Regions from separate parts of the Rattus norvegicus genome. Here region 2 is linked to region 1. A link is a contact called in public Hi-C data. All regions are on one chromosome and are shown on one strand. The core of a region is the stretch at or near the end of the contact, and the rest is flanking DNA. Distances in the headings are between cores, read along the strand shown.

Region 1 (7,169 bases), core at 1,613-4,112:
AGTCCTTTACTTACCACGTGGAGCTGCTTCTGTGCCTTGAGGGCAGAGCTGGCTACTGTGAGAGAGATTCCGAGCTCTACAAGCCTGCATGTTTGCTAGCTTCTCATTTCCAGAAAGTTTTGTGCGAGCTTGGAATAGTGGTGCATAGCTGTATCCCACATTAGAGAGGCTGAGACAGGAGGGTCATGGGTTCCAGACCACCGTGGGCTATACAATCAAACCTTGTTTCAATGAAATAGAAAACGAATAAAGTTTTCCAATTCCTACACACACAAAAATTTTAAGTATTGATATAATAATTACTGTCTTCTGTATGCACTGCTACTAGAATCACCAAGTAAGGTGTTTGGGGGAGAAGGGGTTAATTCTTCTTCTCAAATTTATTCCCAAATCCTTAACTATGCTAGTAGAACAACAAGTAGCATCAACTTCAAGGAGTATGTTTGTTGGGGGAGGAGGAACCTCTCTCTCTCTCTCTCTCTCTCTCTCTCTATATATATATATATATATATATATATATATATATATATATATATATATATATATATATATATATTCTCCACGATTGTCTTTAAATTAAAAATAAATTTGCTAAGAACCATATATTATCAGTGGTTCATCTTAAAACTGCTATCTCAGATATTTCTTAAAAATCATAAACCTTGGCCCAATGATCCCCATCTCACTTCCTTCGATCTGAGGTTGGTTTTCTTAGAAGTTGGTGAGAATAGAGAACCATCCTGGAGGGGTTGTGTCCCTGACTCAAAATTCACCAACAGCCTGGGTGGGCACTCAGCTTACCTCAGAAGGAATCTTTTCGGTCCAAGGGGAAGAGTGCAAACAAACTGGCCTCTGACAGTTAAACGTTTTCCAGAAAGGCATTCAAAAGAAGAGAAAGTAGGTTCACTTCCACTACACCCTGGTTTGCTTACTGATAAACACTGTGAATTTGACGTCAAGGTGTAGGTGTTTTCTGTTGACTACTAGCAGAACACGTTTTATACTAAAATAAAAGGTGGAAAGGAAAAGACTCCTGGCTGTTTTCTTTCTGAGGATGAAGCAAACAATATTGGAGTAAACATTTGCCCCTTCCTCTGGAGCCCTCGCTATCCTTTCTTCCCTTTGGCCGCGTATGGGTTATCTGTTAGGGTTGCAAACAGCAACCAGATTTGAAGAATTAGAGCTCCCCCCCTTTTTTGATTCTTTAACATTTTATTTCATTTAAAAATAAGGTAATTTTCTTTCCTGAGTGACTGGAGTTGAGGGGAAATAGAAGACCTGAAACACAGTTTTACAACCGAAATAGAAAAAGTGTTATGGAGTTTACTATGGGAACACACACACCACCTGAACCCAGTAACACGACCCGTGACCTTCTGGTGTAATCAAAGTAAGTGGGATGTAAGTGTTGTGTTCCCCAGCAATGAACAAGTAAACACGAAATTCTCACATTGAAAAAATGCACATGTTCCGGTTATTTATTGTCTCTAACTCCATTAACAATTTTACAAAACACAGGCTTGGCTTGAGGGGGATATAGAAATTCAATCGGCGTACAGATGTGGACACAGGTGATAGAGAATTTCTCTAGCTCTGGCTCTCTAAAACCAACTGGGAACTTCCTGCTACACGCAAATTACATTGTCCAAAGACTAAGTTCATCGAGAGGATCAAGGAAAGAAGGAGAAAGTCCTGACGCCAGATGACATAAGGGAAAAAAAAGAAAGAAAGAAACAGTTGAGCATCTCTGTTTCCCCCTCGGGAACAGACTGATAATAAAAGTGGAGCGCAGTGAAGTCTCTATTCAAGTTCTGGCCTCCTTCATCTTGCAAACTGAGTAGGAAAAGCAAGACAGAGGGAGAAGAAACACAAAAGCTGATCCCTTAGACTCGTAAACCCCCTTGCAGCTGGAGATCTGTGCTCTTAAATGCACTCGTGAACAGTCATGGCCGGAACTCCACATTGCTTCCAAGACTCCTCCTTTTCTCACCCATGGAAGAATGTCTTATTTCTGTTGTGGGTATCACTGGAGAAGACTACTCAGACACAGGTTTAAGCCAATAGAAAGTCTTTATTAGCTGGCTGGCGACGACACTAGGTCTTCCGGATCCCAGTGTACCCCCGGAGCTGTCTCAGAGTGAGGTTTTAAGCACAAAAATCAAGCCCTGGGCTGATGTACTTCAGTTAACAAGAACAAGTAGCCAGAAGTGAAGATACAGAAGCCAAAGAGCTTAGTGCATTTAGAAATGTTCCCAGAAGTCCAGTCTTTGATGGATTAGGGCTTTGATTTCTTTTGGCTGACTATGCTGTCTGAGTGCTGTTTTACAGCCCGAATGGCACGTCTACCATGGAGTCCGTGGTGCTAAAGACGTGAGGGCCTTCTAAATTCTGGGGGCCTGTTATAATTTCACAATCCACGGAGAAGTTGACCACAAGGAAACTTCTTGTGGTTCACGTCTGCCATCTGAGAACGCAGGAAGTCCGTTGTTCCCACTCTGTCCCCTCTCCCTTAAGAGCACGATTGTCCATGGTGGCCTGAGAGGGGAAGCAAGGCGGGAATGGCTGGGCCGTGGAGAGCACAGGCAGTGAGTGAGTGAGCAGGAAGCAGAACAACTGCTCAGGAGACAGACTTCATCGAACAGCCCATTTAATTGGCGGGAACAGAGGCTATTTCAGTCTTTGGGGTGGGTGGTGGTGAGTAGGGACTATGGGGGCCAGGGTGCTGGGCATACCTCATTTACATAAGGAGGGATCCCAGGTGCTGCCAGACATGGCCTTGTAGCAGGCTACATGAACTCCTCTGGTGGAGTAAAAGTAAGAACAAACACGGGTCTGGCAGTGAGGGCGGGGATGGGGTGGGGTGGAGGGCATGTGTGCCCTACTGACCTCTAGCCCACTCCTGCTCTGAACCGGCTCCTCCCAGCTCCATGGTGCCCTGGCCCCACGAAAGTGAAGGCAAGAGGATCTTTATGAGTTCAAGGTCAGCCTAGACAGTAAGTTCCAGGTCAGTCCAGACTACAGAGCAACACCATCTCTCAGCCCCAAAAGGAGGAAAAAAGGAAGGAAGGAAGGAAGAAAGGAAGGAAGGGAGGAAGGAAAAGAGCCCTCATGTACTCCCCCGATGTTCTTACATTATTTTATCTCTTCAGTTTTAAGCACTTTAGTTTTCTCAACTCATCTTCACCAGGGAAGGGTTTCCCGGGAGGACGTGTGCACTCCCTTTTCTGTCCGTCATCCCCTAAGAGCTTCAGTGCCATACAGCACTTTGCATTTTGTGTAACTCATTCATCATAGAGCCCCGTATACTTTTCTATTATTCCCCGCTTACTAAGATAATAAAGCCAGTGTTAGCACTCATTGTTTCTATTGCATGATCCATTCTCAATCCCACTGTGGGAAAAGAATTATTGTCAATTCACACATGCATGCACTGTTTATATGACTCTCCTATAAGCAAAACTTCCTGCTTTGGATACCAAAGCGTCAATTTAACCATTTCATATAAAATTGTTCTAAATAAAAACTCACATATCACAAAGGACAGACAGTGCAGATGCACACATTCTTAAACATGTCTGCAATATCAAGGTTCTAATGATAGCATCTGTATCTTTATATGATGATAATGAGGTTTTATTGTTTTGAGGTTACTTTTGTTTGTGGGTCCTGTTACTTTCTCAGATTCCATCATATCACTAAATTACTGTGAAACAAAATTAGATACCTGTATTTATTTTAAAAAGATGAATAGCATGAAAGCTAATGTTAAATCGTTTGATGAAGAAATACTACAAAAAAAGTATTTCCTTTCTCAAAGAAAGTCCTTTCCAAGTTTCCACCCATGGCCTCATTACAAAAAAACAAGAAGCTCCCAAAATCTAGACCTCAGATTAACCAGGTGTTTGTGAGATTCAATTCAATATCCAATTTCAATATCCTGCCAATTCCTAGCATCTCCAAGAGAATTTGCCCCTAACAAGTTTCAAGGAAGAAGAGTAATTCGTGAATAGCATGACTTTTGTATCCAGCGTTGTTACTGTGTTACTTTGATCTTGTTCATTCTTTCATTTGTTTTTAACCTCTGAGCCATCTCTCCAGCCCCTTCCATTTGTTTCATTTGTTTCATTTGTTTTATTCATTTGAATGATGCTTTGGCTTGCTTGAGACCGGATTTTGCCAAGTAACTCAAACTGGTTTCAAACTGTCAATTCTCCTACCTTAGCCTTTAGGATGCCCAGATTCTAAGTGCCTGCCACCATGCAAGGCTGGAGAGTGCCTTAAGTCACAGATATTTTGAGCAATCCTTTTCCAAATTACTGGGGGAAAGGAGTAAAATGATCAAACTTGATAACTTACACACAGACTCAATCATTTCTCTCCAAGCATCATTCCTTTAAAGAGAGGCACATCCAGTGAAATACAAGTCAAAGTCTTGTACCAGGTACAAAGTGTTGGTACTAAGTAGCTCTGAGAACTTTTGATTTGCCTAATATAAATAGCACATTTTCTACAATTAATTCATAAAAACTGAAAAAAAAAAAACCTAAGTTTTTATTCAACTAGTCAGGTATTTTGACATTTAAAATACTGGCTGAACAGCAAAATAACCTGTGACAGGGGCGCCATCTAGTGGTCTCTTCATGAACTAATGGCCTAACTAAAGATCATCAGGATAATCCACTCCACAGTTACCAGTAAATCCACTCCAAGTTACAGTAAATGTAGGCTAACACTTAGGACTGTAACTAACACGTATCTGGGGGATCTAGTCTAAACTTCTGTAGTAGTTTTCTTCCTATCCTGTGACTAAAAAAACGCTTACAGAAGACAGGGTTTTATTCGTCTTACAATCAGAGCCCGTGCCTGAGGGAACTCAGGCAGAAACTCTGGCAGAAGTGGGAGCCACGGCAGGATACGCTCCACGACTTGCTTAGCCTGCTTTTCTATACAGCTTGGGACTACCCACCTGGGGTGGTGAGCTGAGTCCTCCCACATCAATCATTAACCAAGAAAGTGTCCCCCAACTTACAGGTGAATGCGATTGAGGCATATTCTCAGTAAGTTCCCAGATGATTCTAGTTTCATCCCTTTGAGTCGATGTAAAGCAAACTCCGAGCACACTGTCTCATTTTGTGCCTGGGAAAACTGAGAACTCAGGCGGCATAGATGTCCACCTTGAAGTTACTTGGCTTAATGACTCCAAATCAGGGGCACTTCATGTTTATAATTTTTTTGTTCCTCACAAAAAGACACACACACACACACACACACACACACACACACACACACGAACACACACAGACACAGACACATAGACACACAAACACAAGACACACACACAAACACACATACACACACACAAACACACACAGAAACACAAGACACACACAAACACACACACAAGACACACACACAAACACACATACAAGACACACACACAAACACACACACAAGACACACACACATTTGTGCACACACGTATGCACACGCACAAACTATATATTATATATAATGTGTGTATATATATATATATATATATATATATATATATATATATATATATATATAGTCTTTTAAAAGCACACATATAATACCTGAGTAATCTTTGACTTCTTCGGGTTGCCTATAAAATATAGCTTCTGGTTCAGTAATTGTATATGCATTGCTGCCTTTTGTGTTACAGGATTTTATTTCTTCAAGTGTACTGGAAACTCCCTCAAGTACAAATGACAGAGAAGCCTTGGGCAATGTATTAGTAAATGTTTGTTCCTTTAAGGTCATGACTGCACCAAACTATCAAGAATAAGGGTAAGGAATTCCTTGGTCAAGTGAAATTTGCAATAAGAGACAGAACCAAGTGACTTTCGGGGTTATCTGATGCAGGGTTGCTTCCCTTGGGCAACGGTTCACAGTTTCCCTCCAGATCTGATCTGCTAAAATGAAAGCAACCATGAAGGTGTGTAACCGCTAGGTAGACGGTCTTCCTAAGCACCATTAGCAACCAAATTTGACAAAGGAGACCCCAAGACACTATGTGCCCTTCTGAGTCTGGACTTTAAAATGCTTGAGATGTGAGTTCTGCTACACCTTTCTTTTTCTTGATGCATGGAGGGGGGATATCTGGCAGCTATTGTCTTTGTTTTGTAAATAAAGTTTTATTGGAACATAGCTACTTTTATTTTATTTCCGTGTTTGTAGCTGCTTGCACACTACATCAGTTGAATATTTATAATAGTCTGTGTTGTCCTAGAACTCTGAATATGTATTTTATCCCTTTCAGAAAAAAAAAAGTTTGTCAGTTCCTTCAGTAGTAATGGCATAAAGGTGGCACAGGAATAAAAAGGAAATTGTGTCACTAAAATAATCATTTTAGTTAATGACAAGAAAAAAAGCCTAAATATCTACCTTAATATATTATATTTAGGAACCCCTTTCCTATGGCAAGTAAGGCTTTGCTACTCACATTTTATGAGCTGGATTTCTGTGTGTCTTATAACTCTTTACCTAGGCACTAATTTAGCCAGGAGATAGCAGAAATGTAGAACCTCGGGTGCTGTTGGGCTCAGAGTAAGTTTCACCCGGAGAGGGCTCTAGTTGACCTTCTAATCTGTCTCCCATTAATGAATTTCCCCAGCTATGTGCACCCTGGAATAATATCAATCCTCCACTGAAGTTCACATCAACTTTGCTAAAATTAGTTATCAAGGACATAATTAAAGGTAGCCCAAAGTCAGTAGAGGGAATGGAATGGGAGTGGAGTAGAGTGGGATGTGAAGGCTAATTCATGTGCCTCTTTGACTGTTGAAGAGACCGGCTTACTGTTCGGTGTTCCTCTCTGGACCCTGTATTAGGCACAGACCACACCCAGACACCAATTCCAAGCACAAATCAAATGTAAAAAAGACATCCTTTATCAATCAGGGCAAAAAGACAAGGTAGCTGTGGTGGTTTGAATAGAAATGGCCTCCATAGATTCCTGTGTATGCACGCTTGGCCATAGGGTGTGGCACTATTAGGAGGTGTGGCCTTGTTGGAGGAAGTGTGTCACTGTGGGGGTGGGCTTTGAGGTCTAAGAAGCACTCGTCTGGCCAGTGTGTCTCATCATCACTTCTGCTGCCTGAGGACCAAGATGTAGAGCTCTCGGCTCCTTCTCCAGCACCGTGTCTGCC
Region 2 (7,169 bases), core at 3,270-5,769, 450 kb before region 1:
TGTTCTGGCTGTTGGAGGGGCATCGGAGTAGATTTATGTCTCGAAAGTCTGGAGTCTCCATATCTTGATTGCTTTGGGGGTATTTCACACAAGGTTATAAAAATGTGGTTTTTCCAAAATGAAATGTTTTGTAGCTAGAATAAAACAATTTTTACAAGTAGAATATTCTTGGAAAGAATTTAACACCCAATAAGAGGACAAAGGAATGAGAGAAATCTCAAGGCTGGGAATGCATGCCCCTCTCTCTGGAGTTGGGGAACAGGTTTGTGGTTGCCGAGGGCTTCGTCCAACGTCCACATTCAGGTCTGACTTCATATCTCAAGAAAGGATCCTCCCTGTCTCTTTTAGTGTCTCATCAAAGCTACTCTGGAAATCTGTAAATACTAGTGAGTTAGGTGGATTTATATAAAAAAATCAGTCTAAAATGTTTCTTTTATGATGTAAAAAAAAGCCCTACTTCATACTAACATTTTATTTTTAAGTATTTTAATCTTATATTTTGGTATTAGAAATGTGTCTATTTTTTCATTTTGAAGATTAAATTTCACTTATATTTTAAGAGCATGGAGGAGGCGTGTGACAAATCTGTGGTGAGGGAGGACTGGTTCTCTTTTTCTCTGCTGTTCTCTTTCTTGGCTGTGGCTAATACTAACCTCGCTGCTCTGACTGAAGATGGGGAGAAGTCTGTTGAGCTTACAGTATCTGAAGCATTAGATTGATGTTAAGCTGTTGTTCATTTTCGACCGCTTTAAAATGTATGTTATTGGAGGGCTACATCCCTTCTGAACTATGGTCGAATGATGCACTTCAAAACCAGTAGACTTCAGCAGAATCTATAAAGAAACACAACCCCTTTCCCTCCAGAACAAGCAGACAGTGAGAATTCGACAGCAAGATACAGTGATGATACATTTTAAAAAACTGCACACAATTTATCAAAATCTGAGGTGATGATTTTGATTAAAAAAGAGAACGTTGGTAGGTGCTGTGTCCCTTTAACCTCATAGAGTTTTACAGCCACCACAAATCACCCATAGCTTGGACAGTGATCTAGGACAGACAAGGGCAGCATGGCCAGGACTGAGAGCCAACCTTTGCTGGGTATCGGCTTTGCGCTCGGTTCTGTGTGCGGAGGTTTAAATTTGGGTTCCTAGTTTATCATTCGAGGAGGGAACAAGGGGACAGTCTTGTAATTACGCTTCTCTTGGTAACATTTTTGAGCATCTGAAACCCAGTTTGAAGGGGAGGAATTAAGTAACTCCTTGGATATCCGTTCAGGTTAACTGTAGAGAAAGTCAGGCAAGCGCAGCAAGCTCTGAAAGCTAGCTCCCCGGGGAAGGAGTGTGTCACACCTCATTCTCGGTTAAGTCAAAGTGAATGACCTGCCTCTGTGAGGGGTGCATTTCTTTATGGCTCAGGAAATGGGATGCAAACCTCATGATAAAATGAATTAGCTCTTGAACCATGGAAGGAGGTACATTGTGGTTCTGCACGTGGGATATTGAGGGAAAAAAATGCTGACTTCCAAAAGAGCAGAAAAAGTAGGCCAGAAAGGTAAACTTCAAAAATGCTAATCTAGGAGGAGAGCTTGTGGAGCACAACTCAGGAAGGCTGCGGCTGATGGTCAGAGACGCACCTAATGGAGACAGATGAGCGGACTGCAACCACCCCAGTCCTTAGAGCCAGAGGGCTGTTTGTTTCTCTCTTTTTCAACGACGTTTTCCCCTGTGTTTCAGAGATACTCATTTTCTGATGTTTATTTTTTTTGAACCTGTGTGTTAATTACAGGAGGGTGGTGGTGGGGAAAGTTCTCTACCTGGCTATATTCCTTGGGTGTAGATATTTCTAGTCCTTTCTTGAGTTTATATGGTGACCCATTAATGGCAGTGTTGTTACTACAAGTATCTTTTATTTTTGCTCTAGCTAGAGGAATTGTTCTAAGGTTAGTAGCATAGTCCCAGATTAGATGTTAAAGATGAGAAGGAAGCTAGCCTTTAAAAAAAAAAAGGCAGGGTTAATCATGAGGTCCCTGGAGTCCTTTCTTACAATGTTAAAGCAATTCTAGTATTATTAAGGTTGATTGCTCATTTACATGTCTGCTGTATGGTTTGTCTTTCTTGAATGTCTTTACATGACTAGGCAAAGTGGCACATGTCTTCAATCCCAGTACTTGGGAGGTGGAAGCAGGGGAATATCTATGAGTTCAGGGCCAGACTGGATTCCAGAGTGAGTTTCAGGTCAGCTGTAGTTGCACAGTTAGTCCTTGTCTCGGAAAAATAAGTCTTCATATGAGTTTCTAAAATGAAGTTCTGAAAACACCACTAAGTTGGGAAACCTTCGCTGAGGCTGTAGATGTTTGTTCCGTGATGGCCCTGGGTTAAGCACTCTTGGTATTGTATTGTAGAACTCAAATTCCTCACTGCAAAGCAACTACTTTGACAATTATTCATAATCTGTCAGTAGTCAATGTTATATAATAAACAAAATGGAACTTTAGTTCTTAAGCCATTCTATAATTTTTTACTCTTAAGTCCAATGATCAAGGTTTCAAAGGGTGAGTATTTTATTAGCATTTTTCATATTTGGTCAAATATAAGTTCATATGCACGCTAAAATAAGCATATACTTGTGGTGATGGAAATAAACACGAATTTTACAGCCAATGTTATTGTCTTAGATTTGAGAGAGAAGCTGAACTCAGAAATAGAACTTTCTGGGTAGAGTCATATCTATTCCCAGCACAGAGGTTTCACATGGACTCCGTCAACATGCATTGTTTTGAGGAGCCATCTGCGTGTCTTTTCCTGAACCACGGACAGAACTCCACATGTCTTGAAATGGTTGTTTACATTTCAGAACTCATGGAGGAGAGGGGAATCCTATGGAATGAGAGCAGATGCCCCACCCCCACTTCCTCTTTCTCTTGAAGAAAAAGCTTTTGGAATGACAAGTCACTTCCCCCTGCTTACAGGCACCCTGCCCCTTTGCTGAAGGCACATCTGCCTGTGTCCCTAACTTGCCTCTTTTCCTCTGGTTGGGACTGATTGGAGGAGTCTAAGACAGGCAGTGGGAAGTGAAAAGGGAGGCCTTGTATATCTCGGACAGACACAGAGCGGGTTCAGAAGCTGTTTCCAGTGGAGCCATTGCTTCTTGAAGCAGAGTTACTTGGGCAGGTTCTTTTAGATGTGTATGCGTGCGCGCATGCATGCATATTTAAGAAAAAGAGACCGAAGGAACAGTGTTCATAAATTGGAAAATACTAGGGCCTAAGTTTCTTGAGACACAAAGAACTCAGATCCCTAGTGGGTGCAACTATGAAGGTAAATGCCTATTGACATTTGGCTCTAAACCTACATGGCATGTTTTATTTGTTACACCCCATGGTTCAGGACTTCAGAAGACAGCTGCTAATGAGCTGAATTTCTTAGTCAGTGGGAAAAAATGGAAACTGTCTAGAAACACAGGATGCTTTAGGGGCAGCATAGAAGTAGGGAGAATGAGCCAGCCCCACTGGAGGGTTCCATCTCTGAAGTTGGTCTTTAGAATGGAAGAATAAGGAACAGTTTAGACCTTCTTCAATAGCCAGTCTCCACAAGAAGTGCTGGACATGCCTGAGAGAAGAACCAGGAGCTTATGCCTCCGAGGTGACAGGGGAGGTGACAGGGAGAAGAAGTTTGAAGCGGACACAGGCTCTACTGTTCTTCCCGGAGTCCCACCTGCCATCCATCGCATTTCTATGGAGGTGTCAGCAGCTTTCCCATGCAGGTCGGAACTTGTGAGGAGGCCTCCGCACTTACTCAGAGACACAGACAAAACAGCACCACTGTGAGGAGGTAGCTGACAGTATCTTGGCCATGCATGCTCTCAGACAGTTCACATCTGTGATTTTCATGTAAACCAGGGAGCTGGACTTTGTTCTCAGCCTACGGGTTTTTCAGACGTCTCCCGCAGGCCTATGGGATGAACAGAATCCTCAAAAGGCACTGAATTGGAGGTTGTTCAAATCTCTCATTAACCACTAATGTTCATTCATCCCAAACTCAGAGCATTCTGAGCCAGCAGATGCAGGCATTTCTGTTTTAAGTCACTTCAAACATAATTGAAAGGATTTCACTGAGAGCAGACTCTCAGAGGTAAAAATAAATATGTCACAAAAACTCTTTGGTATATGAGGTATCCTATGATTCCTGGTGGAAAGATTTGAACAAGTAGACTTTCGAGTTAATAAAACATGTTCCATTTCTTTGATTCATATTTAAAGACATAAATTTATATGCACAGGGATAAAGAGTCCATTTGCCAAGTGTGAATCATAACAGGCCACCAAGTTCATTTTTATTTTCTAGAACAAAAGTGTCACTTATTATTGGGTAGAGAAAGAGTTATTTCTGCAGAGAAAGAAGAAAACGTGGATTTTGACATGGACCATCTTATCCATTATTCAATGCCTGTGCCTGAACATGTTCAGTGTGGTGTAGCCTATAAGTCAGCAAGGAAGTGCCCTCGAACTGTAGAGAATCAGAGCTTTGTTCCCTGGGCAGAGCTCAAACACCAGGGGGTCATGAGCTAGGCACTGCAGGTCAGCCCCACAGCCTGTGTCTTTTGAGCCATTTTGTTCATGGATAATTTAAATATAGGACCACCAAACAATAAAAACTTACCATGAATCTGGCAGAAAACTCAAGGCCACACTAGCTACATATAGTTTACTATTCTGATGTAAGTAGAACTATCTGCATATAATGTGATTTAATTTATTGTTGTTCTGTGTAGAAAGCAAGGATTAATGATTGTGGATATAACCCTGTTTTGTATAATATATTTGATTTCTGGTGCAAAATTGGTCATTTAAGCAATCTACTTCATTTGGTGTTTGGATATAAATGTGTATGTGTTCTTGTAAAGGTTCATATTCAGCAAGAATATCACATAGCTAAGTATAACAATATGTTCTCATTAAAAGTATAAGTTACAGAAACAGTTTCCTGTCTATAATTCTATAATATATACTGCATATTTTCAAGTTTTCTGAGGATTTTTTATTCCCTTGGATAAGCCAAAGCGAAAGATCAATTGTTGGGGATGATGTATTAAAACGTTTGAATGAAATGTTGAGTCCATGAAGGACTCAAGAATTTTTGCCCCACAAAGGAAATGTACAGAGATAGTAATGTGTCATTGGGATGAGTGCCAAACCCTGAAGAATGGAGAATACTCCCCCTACTTTGTACCTGGGCATCTTTTTCCCTCATTAATCTATTTATTCACTTTACATCCCCATCACCGCCTCCCCACCAGTCTCCGCTTCACACAATCCCTCCCCTCACCCCTCCCTCCCCTTCTCCTCTGAGAGGGTAGAGGAGCCCCTGGGTATCCCCCACCCTGGCACATCAAATCCCTGCAGGGCTAGGCACATCGTCTCCTACTGGGGTCAGACAAGGCAGCTAGGTTAGGGGAATGAACCTGGGTACCTTGAGACATTGCATGCTCCCGATGATGTCATTGATTCATGTCATTGTGTTCCTCACCCACAGTCCAGAGAACTTCCGTCCTGTTTCCCAAAGAGCTCTCAGCAAGAATACCACATGGAGTGATCAGCCTTCCGCATCTCTAGCTTCATCTGGGCTAAAAGAGGCCATCTCACTGTCTCAAAAGTCACCCATTCTTATGTCCGAGAAACATATAGTGATTGGCGTGCCTGGAGCACTGTCCCCTTGGTCCTGATGCCACAGTCAGGGGGTCCTTGAATGAGGCCACAGGTGTCACATGCACTGGGATCCTGTTTGAGGTGATGCTGTAGCAGGATGTTGATTGGAGTGGGGCAGCATGGGAAGGTGTGGTAGGGGTAAGGGCAAGCCTGGAGATGACCTCTAGGAAAAGGTATTCATTCTTGCTACTTTCCCATCCATCTCTAGGGCCATGGATTCTTTGATTCTTTCCCTATAGCCCTACAGCTCAGTACCCTCAAAACATGATATTCAGCCAGCAACTTTTGACAGGCCAAGGATGCCTTATTGGGATAATGGACCTATGTTTTACCAAGGATTCCCAAAGAGACCTAAATACCACTGATTTAGGGATGTGATCCAGCCGTAAAGCATAAATATCTATGTTGATTTAAGTAGCAACTATTAATGTCAAAGGTACCAATGGCCTCATACCTTTAAAAAGGAGCTTCTTCTGAAACCATCTACTCAGGTCAAAATAGAGCCAAGGAAAAGAATTCCTTTTGCAGGCTTGGTGTAACCCTCACAATCACCAGAGGCAGAAGTTCCCAAGGCACAGAGAGGAGGAAGACCAGAAGTGGGTGTGAGCGAAGGCCTGTGTACTACACACTTTGTGGCAGTAAATGCTGTTTGCTTCTGGGTCACTTGCATCCTTTCTGTTTCATAGCTCGGCTCTGACCCTTGAGCTAGGCAATCTTGTGTGAAAAATGAAAACAATACGAGTTACAACCTCACCAGATTGCCATGGTTTCAGACTTAGACCTCCCACCTGACATACCATAAAACATTCAACCAATTTGTTATTATTTGTTTGTTTCTTTCTGCAAAATAAGACAAACCTACAGTAATTTGGAGGAGGGTTCTGGTAAGAGACACAGTCTGCTTTCTTCTCAGTCTGTTTTGATGGCTAGTGGCCTCAGTCTTGACAGTGTGACTTGAAGTGAACCTCTGAGGAAGGTATGTAAAAGGACTAAAAGGGAGTCTGTCATAGCTGGATGAATTCAGAGGGCTGAACACTTTCATCCAAATATGGGTTCTCTCATCAGGATGGAGGGGCCAATGTTGAACCTGTGGTCACACTATGCCTGCCTTCTGCCTCCTCTATTGCTGAGACAGTCCTTAGAACTGATCCTCAGAATTCACTCCTGGGAAGCTGTGGTCTGCTGGAGAAGACCCTGTCTCTCAGTTGTCATAAGGAATAGCTTTCCTACTATTAGCTGCCCTCAGCCCCAGAAATTCTGTGGATATAATGCTTTTGTGTAGTTGTGACTGAATTATCTGACAGAAACAGGAGAAAGATTTATTTTGGCTCTTGGATTCAGAGAGCTCAGTCCACTGTTGCTTAGACCCATGTTTGAGGCAGAGCACCATGGCAGAGGGCACATGTAGAGGAATAGATAGGCAATTTACAGGAACCAAGGGAAAGGGATTCAGGAAGGAATG

What was found. Hi-C and Micro-C count contacts between places; a contact is called where the count stands out from the background.
Region 2: a Hi-C map of Schwann cells shows a contact between it and region 1, with 7 times the contacts expected there. The contact joins two enhancer-like sites.

The regions. Positions count from the first base shown.
Region 1 is chr2:62,135,569-62,142,737 of GRCr8, reverse strand. No RefSeq gene overlaps it. Among named protein-coding and RNA genes, the nearest start is that of Tars1, 24 kb to the right of the region's middle. Within about 2 kb of position 2,862, at least 3 of the 93 cell types and tissues checked have an H3K27ac peak or open chromatin away from gene starts, as enhancers often do. A contact at or near this core is called in Schwann cells, where this site is marked.
Region 2 is chr2:62,590,366-62,597,534 of GRCr8, reverse strand. It overlaps a transcript of Npr3 not described here. Among named protein-coding and RNA genes, the nearest start is that of Npr3, 65 kb to the left of the region's middle. Within about 2 kb of position 4,519, at least 2 of the 93 cell types and tissues checked have an H3K27ac peak or open chromatin away from gene starts, as enhancers often do. A contact at or near this core is called in Schwann cells, where this site is marked.